2 separate regions of the Pan troglodytes genome follow, and region 2 is linked to region 1. The links are chromatin contacts, called in public HiChIP or PLAC-seq maps. All regions are on one chromosome and are shown on one strand. Each heading gives the region's core, a stretch centred on a gene start, on an enhancer-like site or on the middle of the called end of the contact. The rest is flanking DNA. Distances are from core to core; before and after follow the strand shown. Region 1 holds the start of DUSP4 (dual specificity phosphatase 4). Region 2 holds the start of DCTN6 (dynactin subunit 6).

What was found. HiChIP or PLAC-seq counts read pairs in DNA pulled down with a chosen protein or histone mark.
Region 2: a contact with region 1 is called in an H3K4me3 HiChIP or PLAC-seq map of stem cell-derived excitatory neurons, with 3 times the contacts expected there. The contact joins the promoter of DCTN6 here to the promoter of DUSP4 in region 1. A contact is called at or near these places in 1 of 7 Hi-C or Micro-C datasets (stem cell-derived neural progenitor cells) and 1 of 1 datasets of contacts at active chromatin or transcription factors (stem cell-derived excitatory neurons).

The regions. Positions count from the first base shown.
Region 1 is chr7:37,711,997-37,716,973 of NHGRI_mPanTro3-v2.0_pri, forward strand. DUSP4 (dual specificity phosphatase 4) reads right to left here and starts at 2,357. Exons shown (of 4, transcript XM_520046.9): 1 at 1,390-2,357. The coding sequence starts at 1,822.
Region 2 is chr7:38,528,674-38,533,650 of NHGRI_mPanTro3-v2.0_pri, forward strand. It overlaps DCTN6 (dynactin subunit 6), which reads left to right and starts at 1,994. Exons shown (of 7, transcript XM_016959300.4): 1 at 1,994-2,105. The coding sequence starts at 2,083.

The sequences.
Region 1 (4,977 bases), core at 1,107-3,606:
AAAAGACAGCCCTCGCGGAAAAAGAAAGAAAAATCAGCAAAATCGCCTTAGCAGTTCAACCAAAGGTCAACAGCAGCGTTTCCCCAGCAGCTGACAGGTCAAATGGGCAGGAAACAACTGCGGGGAACAAAGCCCCCCGCTGTCCGGCAGGGGCGAACCCGGCTCCTCGGCACTGAACAGTTTTGTTGTGCTTTTTGGAGGGGAGAGGTTTCCGCCCCCTTTCCAGCTCCCTTCCTCCCTGGTGGACAGGTCGGAAGAGGAGCGTAAAGGAAAGGAAGGGAGGGAGGCGGCGAAGGCGCCTGCGGGGGGAGGAGCGGCTCTTTGATGGGTGTGGGGGGGTCTGAACTGCCTCCCGGGCTCGGAAGCGCAGACCCTACCCGCGCGGAAGAATGCGCGGAATGCGGCGGCGGGAGGCGGGGGCGCAGCGCGGCGGGGGGCGCCCGGACCCCACGCGCCCTGCCCGCTCCCTAGCCCGAGGGCCGCGGACCCACCCTGCCCTGCAGGTGTGGCGGGCGCCAGGTCCCTCCAGGGACTCGGACAGCACGCGATTTTTCCAGGATTTCCGACTACCAAATGTGACAAGACAGCCTCGCCGCCGAGAGTTTCGCCAGGGCTCGCTAAAATCCGGCACGCGCCGCCATCAGATAGTCGAAAATCCGGGCTGAACAAAAGGTGATCATTCTCCGCTGCCGGGATTTGCAGGCGCTAGAGGACCGGTTCCGCCCGGCGTCCCCCAGATACCCAGTCCTTCAGCCTCCCGCTCCCAGAGCCTGGATCTAGCCCGGGACGGGGATTGGCCACCTTCCAAGCTGAGCTCGGAGTTGGGCAGCGGGAACGCAGATACAGATCGCTCTACACAGTGTGTGCAAACCAATCTCCCTTTCTGCATTTGCCAGGGTCTTGTTTTCAGTGAAACTGGCAAGGCCAATTGTACCTCGGCGCCCACCCCTCTTCACCTTTTCTCCACCTCTGGGATTCTCCCGGTCCGGCTCAGTGTAGGGCCCCAGCACGCCAAACCAACAGGCCTATCTTGTCCCCACGCGCCCCGTGGTACTTGGAAACTGTTCCCGGGACTCAAGATGGACCGCGCAGAGGAGTCGCTTCATCCTCGAGGCTAGGACCGTTAATGTCAATAAACGGGGCCTCGCTAGGACGGTGCGGAATTGCAGGTGACCGGAGAAACCCGTCCGCACTGTCTCTGAGGACTTGAACCTCGCACTTGCACAGAAACCTTGCAAACCCCTACACACCAACACACACAAAGGGGCGCGCGGGGATCCCCGCAACCACGAATCACGCCGGGGACTCCTTCCCGTGCCAATAAGGCATAGGCCGCCAAGACCCCCTCCATCTCCCCGACTCCAGCTAGCGCCCGGAGCCCTCGTTTACCTTTGAGCAGGCAGATGTCGGTGCGCTCGGCGTTGCGGCGCAGAGCCTGCACCACCAGCGACACGGTGCTGTCCTCGCGGAGGCTCTCGGCGCGCGGGCTGCGCTCGTCGTAGACGATGACCGCCGAGTAGAGGCCGGAGCGCAAGCGGGCGCGTACCTCCTCCTCGGCGGGCAGGATCTGCTCCAGGCTCACGGAGCCCTTAGCCCGCCGCCGCACGATGGTGTTGCAGCGCACGTTGACCGAACCTCGGATGTAGCCCGCGCTGTGCGCCAGGAACGGTCTGCAGTCCAGCAGCAGGCACTTGCCGCCGCTCGGCAGCCCCAGGGTGCCGTGGCTGCCGCTGCCGCCCGCGCCGCCGCCGTTCTCGTCCCGGTTCATCAGCCTTTTGAGCACACTGCAGTCCATCTCCCGCAGCTCCTCCATCGTCACCATGGTCGCCGGGAACCGAGGCGGCTGGGCGCGCGAGGAAGAGAACCCGGGCCGCCTAGGCTGCAGAAAGGGGCGGGCGAGAGCTAAGAAGGGACGCCTGCAGAAGTGGCCGCAAACTTGGTCCTCAAGGGCTCCCGCGGGCGAGCCTCTTCTCCCCTGTCCCCTTCCTCCCGCAGCCTCGCGGTCACATAGCAGTCGGAGCGGCCTCGGGCGCCCAGCCGGGCGGCGCGCAGAGCGGAGGGGGAGGCGCCGGTGGAGGAGAGTGTGTTTACGAGAGAGGACCGCGGACTCTTTTCGGCGACGGCCTCCCGTGTATTTTTGCCGGTCGCGCGGCTCCTGTCGCCACTGGCGCCAGCGCTGCCGCTGCCTACGCTCCTCCGGCGCTCAGCGCACTGCCCCAGCCAGAGTTTTCTCCTCGGCTTAGAGGTTTATTAATGCTCCTCCGCGCTCCCGGGGGAGGGGGCGCTAGGTACTACCCCGCCAGGCCCCGCCCCGTTCCATTCCGGGCCCCGCGCCGTCCCCCGCCCCCCGCGCTGACTCCCCGCCCCCTCCGGGCCCCTCCTCCCACCCCCTCCCCGGAGCTTGAATGGAGCGCGGCCGCTGGCTCCCGGTCACGGGAACTCGACGTCACAAAGAGCGGAGTAAACAGGGCGCCGGGTGCTCGCCATCAGGCCCATTCATAAAACCGAGGCCGAGAGGAAGAGGGAGGCGGCCTCCGACCCGCCGCCAGCGGCGGGCAGCGCCCGGACTTTGTGAATGGAGCGCGCGGCGCCTTTCGCCGTCTACCCGCGGGCCCAGCCTGCGCCGCGCCTCCAGCCCGACACCGGCACCTGTGCCGCCGCTGCACCCCGCCGCTAGGCGGGCGGCGCCAAAGGAAATAGCCGGCTGAGGAGGCCAGGGCTCGGGTTTGAGCTTTCATCCCTTGGCACCTTCGCGCTTCCCCGCGTGACAGCCCCGTAGGTTTTTCCCGGTTACCCAAGTGGAGAGGGGACCGGAGCGCCGCTGCCCACCCAGCGGGGCCTGACACCTCCTAGCCCCAGACTCCCCGTGCGCTTTCGGCCCGGCCAGTCCTTTCTGAATATGCGATTCCTGAGACGTTAGCGCATGCATTAGCGTGATCGATTTTCATCTAAAGCCATTAAATCAGTTTTATAGCTTCCCCAAGAACGTGGGCAACCCCCTGCTTGGAAGATGAAAGAGAAAGTCCTCCCGCCCGAAGCCCAGGATCGGAGTGAGGTGTGGGGTTTGTTGCTTTACTACCCAAAGGGAGGCATTAATTGCCGGAATGGTGTTCCGAGGGAGGAGAGCAGGCTGCGCTCCTGTCCACGCTTCCTAAAAGATGTTTATTTAACCCTGGTCGGGGGAAAAACAAGGTTTTCGGGTTTGGGAAACGTCTTCACCCTATCTTGCATAGTTGTGAATTATCCTTTTAGGAAATGACAGGGTCCACATTTGTTGCGGAGCTGGACCTTGGAAAATGTACCCGCAAAGAATGACCTTTTGAAAGGACTTCAGCAGCTCTGGGTCCGATTCATGTTTCTGGGCATCCCTTTTTCCTGGTCACGTAGCAGCCCTCCCCATCCCCATTTCTCTTTTGCATTTAATTTCCCAGAGGCAGCTTTTGGCTGGGGGTTTGTGCACGCACGCGGTGGGGACCGTGCAGAAGCCAAAAATCATTCGCCCGACATCTTGCCAAGTCTTGTTAGTGAGAATTAATCACAGAGCAAGGGAGTTACAGGACTCGCTCGCAGTTTCGGAGGCTGCAGAGTAGCGTATTCCATTACGGGGCGCGCGTGGAAGCCCGACCCAGGCAGCGAGGGCACGGGTACCCGCCGGGTCTCTCCCGCCCAAGCTCACCCTCTCACCATGCCTTTGTTCCGGGCGGAGCGGCTTTCCCGAGCTCTCACCTCCGGTCCCGGGGGCCATCCCTGCACTCCCCGACCGGAGCTCGGCGGAGCCTCCACTTCTGAGACCTTCGACTGGCCTCGTCCCCCACTGCGCCCCGAATGCCTCGACCCCCGGGCCCTACTCGGATGGGCTGTAGGGGCACCGCTTGGGCAAGGTGATATTTCCTTTTGCTCCGGGCTCCAAAATGGCTTACGATGGCACTGCACGGATCCTTTCTCTTTTTAAAATTTAGTATTTTATTCATCATGGATTTTTTGCATTTTTTTTTTCTTTTAAAGAGGCATCGCATCAAGATATTTCTTTTGATTACTGACTTTTCGGCGCCCTTCTTAAATGTTGCGCTCAAGGCTTGTGCTCACCCTAGTCCAGGCCCTGGAAGGGGCCACAACTGTGGACTGACCGAGGCTGCCCGGTGGCAGGACCCTGGGCGTCGGGCACTCCGGGTGGGAGATCAGTGGTCAAAGCCGCACGGCGTGGCCTCCCTGTGGGGAGGGCAAAAGGTGTCTGAGTCCAGTTTCCCATTCTGCTGAATGGGACTGTGGGGGTCTATCTAATAACTCGCTTTCGATAAGGAGCAAGGAGCCCCAGGGGCCCCTACAGTCCAAGGCTGATTTTGCTTTCCCGGGTTGCTCTCCAGCAGCTCAGAAATCCGCCGCCTGCCAGGACCCAGGGCCGGAGCTCTCCCGGCGCAAGTAAACACTGATTCCTTTACAAAGGCTTTAACAAGACATTTCTGGAAAAAGCCTCTCAGGAGGCAGGTCCGGGCCAATTTCACGCGTGTCGCAGGAGCTGGGGAGACGTCCCTGGGGCGCACGGGTCGCGCTCTGGGCCAGCCTTTGTCTAGCCTGTTCTGGGGTCGCCTCCCCCGCCGGACCCGCGCCTGGCTCTCACGTGGCCAGTAAATAACAGTCAAATCCAGGGGGAGGAAAATGCCCACAGAACAAAGAGGCTTGCTTTCTGCACCTGACAGTAATCGCTGGTGGAGAAGCCCTAAATCCCGCAGGCGATTCACACGGAAAGGGGTGTGGGAGGGCGCGTGTGAGTGTGTGTGTCCACGTGTGCGTGCCCGCGCCTACGCGGCTGTTCACTGGAAGGGAGTCACAGCTTGGGACTTAATGTGTTTAAGCCGAGAGCCACTTGAATTGCGAAAGCGAAGGCCTGATTTTTAAAAAAGACTAATTTTTAAAATCCACACCCCATTGCCAACTCAGGAATTGGCCTTCAGTTGTGTGAATTTCAGCAAAGGAGAT
Region 2 (4,977 bases), core at 744-3,243, 820 kb after region 1:
GATCCAACATGTGTTGATGTCAACCAGCCACAGATGTCAAACCCACAGATACAAAGGGCCAACTGTATTTTGTTATAGCAGCCAGAAAGAACTAAGACAGTCAAGGAGGGTTTCCCTGATTGTGATGGTCAGTTTTTTGTGTCAACTTGGTTAGGCTACATTCCCAAGTCATTAGTCAAACACTAATCTAGATGCTGCTGTAAAGGTATTTTGTGGATGTGATTAAAGCCCATCATCAGTTCACTTTAAGGAAGAGAGATTATCCTAGCTAATCTGGGTGGGCCTGATTCAATCAGTCGAAGGCCATAAGAGCAGAGATGGGCTTCCCTGAAGAAATTCCTCCTGTGAACAATAGCCTCACCCCTTGCATGAGAATTCCAGCTTAGTGTACAGATTTTGGACTTGCTTAGCTGGGGCTCCACAATCATGTAAGCCAATTCCTTACAATAAGCCTTTTAATATCCATCTACTACTAGTTCTGTTTCTCTGGTTGGAAACTGAGTATGTGACATCCGAGACATAAAGGGTCAGAAGGTGTTAGGGTGGGGGCAAGTGGAGGCGGTTGGGGGTGGAGAGTCAGCTTTGCTTTTTTGGAGAATGAGGGTGTGATTGAACACATAGAAAGAGGAAGAGTGAAGTAGGCAGGGGCTGGATGTAGCTCAGAGATAGGTTATGGAAAGCAGTTTGGATTTCAAGAGGAAGGGGAAATAAAATAACTGACTTTGGCTCTTATTTTTAATTTTTTTCCATTTAAAAAAATACATTATAGAAAAAAAATATAGAGCCGGGATCTTGCTGTGTTGACCAGGCTAGTCTCCAACTCCTGGCCTCAAGTGATCCTCCCATCTCGGCCCCCCAAAGTGCTGGGATTACCGGTTTGAGCCACGCGCCTGGCCTCAATTTGTCTTTTAAAGGATGATTTTGACTACAAGAGAACTACTTGGATCAGGGTTGGGGGTGGGAGATGAGGGGGTGTGATTTCAGAGGCCAAGTACAGAATGAGTGAACAACTGGGAGAGACACATCGGCTGAGAGTAGAGAGATGGTCGGGTAGACAAAAGTGTAAGCATGAGACCCGAGGTAGGACAAGCAGAACTTGCAGATCTATTATAGATGTAGGGGTGAGGAGTGCCAGGGTGACTCTTGAGTGTCTGGCTTGAGCAACTAGGCAAATGGTGTGGATCAAAAAAGCAGCAGGTTGGAGGGAGGACGGCAGTGTTAATCGAAAGTCATGTTCTGTAAGTTTTAGGTTCGATACGACTCTGAGCGGAGATGTCAATTAGTCAACCGAATGTCAGGTGTGAAGATCGGCACAGAGGGCAGAACCAGAGACATTAATTAGAGAGCAAGCAGGTAGAGGACACTTAACCTATAGGAAGGATGCGCTCATATAGAGCAAGAAAAGGGCCAGAAGGAGCCCTAATGAGTAGAGAAAGACAGAGGCTGAAAAGGAGCATCGGCGAGGTCAGAGGAATACCTTTAGAGTGTAATTACGCCTACGCGAGTGGGTAAAATGAGGGCATAACGACGCGGACTGGATTGCAATAAACAGCTTTTATTCTTTTATCAGAGACACGATCTAGCTTTTTAGCCCAGGCCGGAGTGCAGTGGCATCCTCACAGCTCGCTGCAGCTTCACTGGGCTCAGGCGATCCTCTCGAGTAGCTGGGGTACAGGCGCAGGCCACCGTGACAGGCTTTTTTTTTTTTTTTTTTTGAAGAGAGGGTCTCACTGTGTTTGTTACCCAGGCTAGTCTCGCAGTCTGGCACTCCTGGCCTCGAGCGATCCTCCTGCCTCGGCCTCTCGGCCTCCCAAAGTGCTGGCCTGTGCCCAGTCAATGGCTGTTCCAAATTAGGGTCTACCCATCTCTGTGCAGGGCTAAAGTCCGCGGGCGGCCTCGCACCGCTGCCAAGTACAGTCCTGTGCGCCCAGACGCGACGCAAACAAGAGCCGCAAGCTTCCGGATCCCCGCCCCACCCCGGCTCCGCCCCTCCCCCAACCCTGCCAGGCTCTCCAATCGCATGTGTAATTATCGCTCTACCCAGGCGGTGGTGTCGATCTCCGCTCCAATTGGGGCCGTACCATGGCGGAGAAGACTCAAAAGAGGTGGGTCTGCTGCTTGAGAAAAGCCTTTTCTCAGCTTTCCGTAGGGGTGGAACCTGTTCCTGGTCGCCAATGGTGGCGACTCAGAAGGTGTTTCATCCTGGGCCTTCGGGCTGAAGGTACCTCAAGCCCAGACCTGGCGTCCACTGAGGGAGGGGGCGACGGAGTGGGGGCGGGGAGGGTTGCGAAGGGACGCGGAGTCGCTGCCTGAAAGGTTTTTGTTCCTGTCTGGCGGTCCCTCCCCACATGCGCCTGCGCAGAGGGGGTCTCCCGGCCGGGAGGGCGGGGTGGGGGGGGCTGTGAGGGGAGGGTGACGTCAGCTTTTTCCTGGGGGAGGCCGGCTCCCTTCTCCCGCATAATCGGCGGTGCTTGGCGCCGCTGTACCCCACGGCTTGGCGCTGAATTCTCTGCTGCATGTTGCGAGACCCCCACGCCAGTGCTGGCCGCACCCCAGGCCCTTCCTGTCTCTGGAGGGTGGGGTGTGTAAAGGGATTTACGGTCGCTGTCAAAAGGGGGGCCGCGCCTGGACTTGAAATGTGACACACACACACACACACATTATATAGATGCAAGGAGTACATGCGCAGATTTGTTGCATAGATATATTGCGTAATGGTGAAGTTGGCTTCTAGTGTACTTACCACCCAAATAGTGAACATTGTATCAGATGGGTAATTTTTCAGCCCTCAAACCCCTCCTACCCTCGCTGCTTTTAGAGTCCCCAGTGTCTGTTATTTCCCTCTTTATGTTTATGTGTACTCATTTTAGCTCCCACTTAAAAGTGAGAACATGTGCATTTGATTTTATTTCTGAGTTATCGCGTAAGGTAATGGCCTCCAGTTCCATCCATGTTGTTGCAAAAGACATGATTCCTTTCTTTTTTATGGCTCTGTAGTAGTCCATCGTATAGATACACCACATTTCCTTTATCCAATCGTCCGTTGATGAACTCTTAGGTTGATTCCATACTTTGGTATTGTGAATAGTACAGTGATAGTCATAGGAGTGCAGTTGTCTTTTTAATACACTGGTTTCCTTTGAGTAGATCCTGGGTCGAATGGTAGTTCCATTTGGATTGGTAGCTCTATATGGATTGCTGGGTCCAATGGTACTTGTCTTTAGTCCTTTGAGAAATCACCATACTATTTTCAATAGATGAACTAATTTATATTCCCACCAATAGTGTATAAGCTTAGAACTGTGACATTTTTTGCCAGGCGTGGAGTGGACAAGCTCCTTTGTAAACATGTGGGGACAGGAGGTTTGGCTTCTTCTCCGGTAGTCTTCATTGCTGGGGGCTGTTGGTGGCTGTTGGTGGCTGGGATGAGACAAGTGCATAAGTAAAGCCATTTCGAACAGCAGCAGTGTTGAGCTCCCTCTACTGACTATTTTTGACAAAGAAAACTGACATTGTTTCTGGTGCCATAAATTAAAATGTAGATTTTTCTTCCATTTAAGTAGATACTCTGTAATCTTTTTTCATAAGCTAAAGAGGAACAGATGTACTATAAATATTATGTGCAGTAGATAGCAGTAGATTGTAGCTTACAGTGAAGATTAAGGTATTGTTGACTTGTTACTTTTACAGATCTGAGGTTAAGTCTTGCCCTCCCATCTGCCGGCTCACCTCTCTGCTCCCACCACTCCGAGATACAGAGGGGTCCTTGCAGAGATATCGGGACCACGTTTTAGTTGGCCTAGTGGCCTGCCCCACTGAGAAGTGTGCTGATTGTGACGCAAGCATTACCTGGGATCTCTCCCTTGGGCGTAAAACTGAAGGCAGGGGGCATTTGTGAGTCTCTCCTACTCTCAGTTGCCCTGGACAAATTCAGTGTTAGATAATGCTCTTTTCATAATGAGAAGGAAGCTGAGGAAATGGAAAATTGCAATGAGAAATAAGGTCTAAAACAAGAGACATTTTATAGAGGCTAATTTATTTGACCAGGGCTTAATAAAATTGCATATTTTAACAAAAAAACCCACTTTAAATGAAAAGTATCAGAGAAATGACATTTACAGATGGTGATACATTCAAGGACAGTGTCGCTCATTTATCATGGAAAAACATCTGGAGTGACAGGATGTTTCCAGAAAACTTTCAACTAGAAGACAGATGACTGATTTCAGGACAGTGATGCCCCAGGAATGAACTCTGCTCCAAGAAATTTCTAGTCTCTGAATTTCAGTTTTTTCTTCTATAATATGAGAGGGTTAGACCAGGTGATTTTCTTCTAATCTTACTAAAATCTTTCTTTCTTCTCCAATACAGCAGGAGGGCTACATATTTTCTGTTGTTTCAGTAGATTGACTTTTTTTTTTTTTTTTTTTTTGAGACAGAGTCGCTCAGGCTGGAGTGCAGTGAAAGCTTTGCACCATGCCTGGTTCCTTTTTTTTTTTTTTTTTTTTTTTTGAGACGGAGTCTCACTCTGTTGCCTAGGCTGGAGTGCAGTGGCACAATCTCAGCTCACTGCAACCTTTGCCTCCTGGGTTCAAGTGATCATCCTGCCTCAGTCTCCAGAGTAGCTGGGACTATAGGCACCCACCACCACACCTGGCTAAGTTTTGTATTTTTAGTAGAGACGGGGTTTCACCATGTTGGCCAGGCTGATCTCGAACTCCTGACCTCAAGGAATCTGCCCACCTCGGCCTCCCAAAGTGGTAGGATTACAGGCATGAGCCACTGCACCTGGCCCAGATTGACTCTTGACAGGCTGTATCACCCAGAAGGACCATTGGTAGGATTTCATTGACTTACGCCTGGTAAAAAGTCAGAGCCTGACAAAATGATGGAAACAGCTGGAGCTGTGTCTATTCTCAAAACCATTTCTTGAAGATAGACTCGGGGATTATTAGTTTTTTCTATTTGATACTTTTT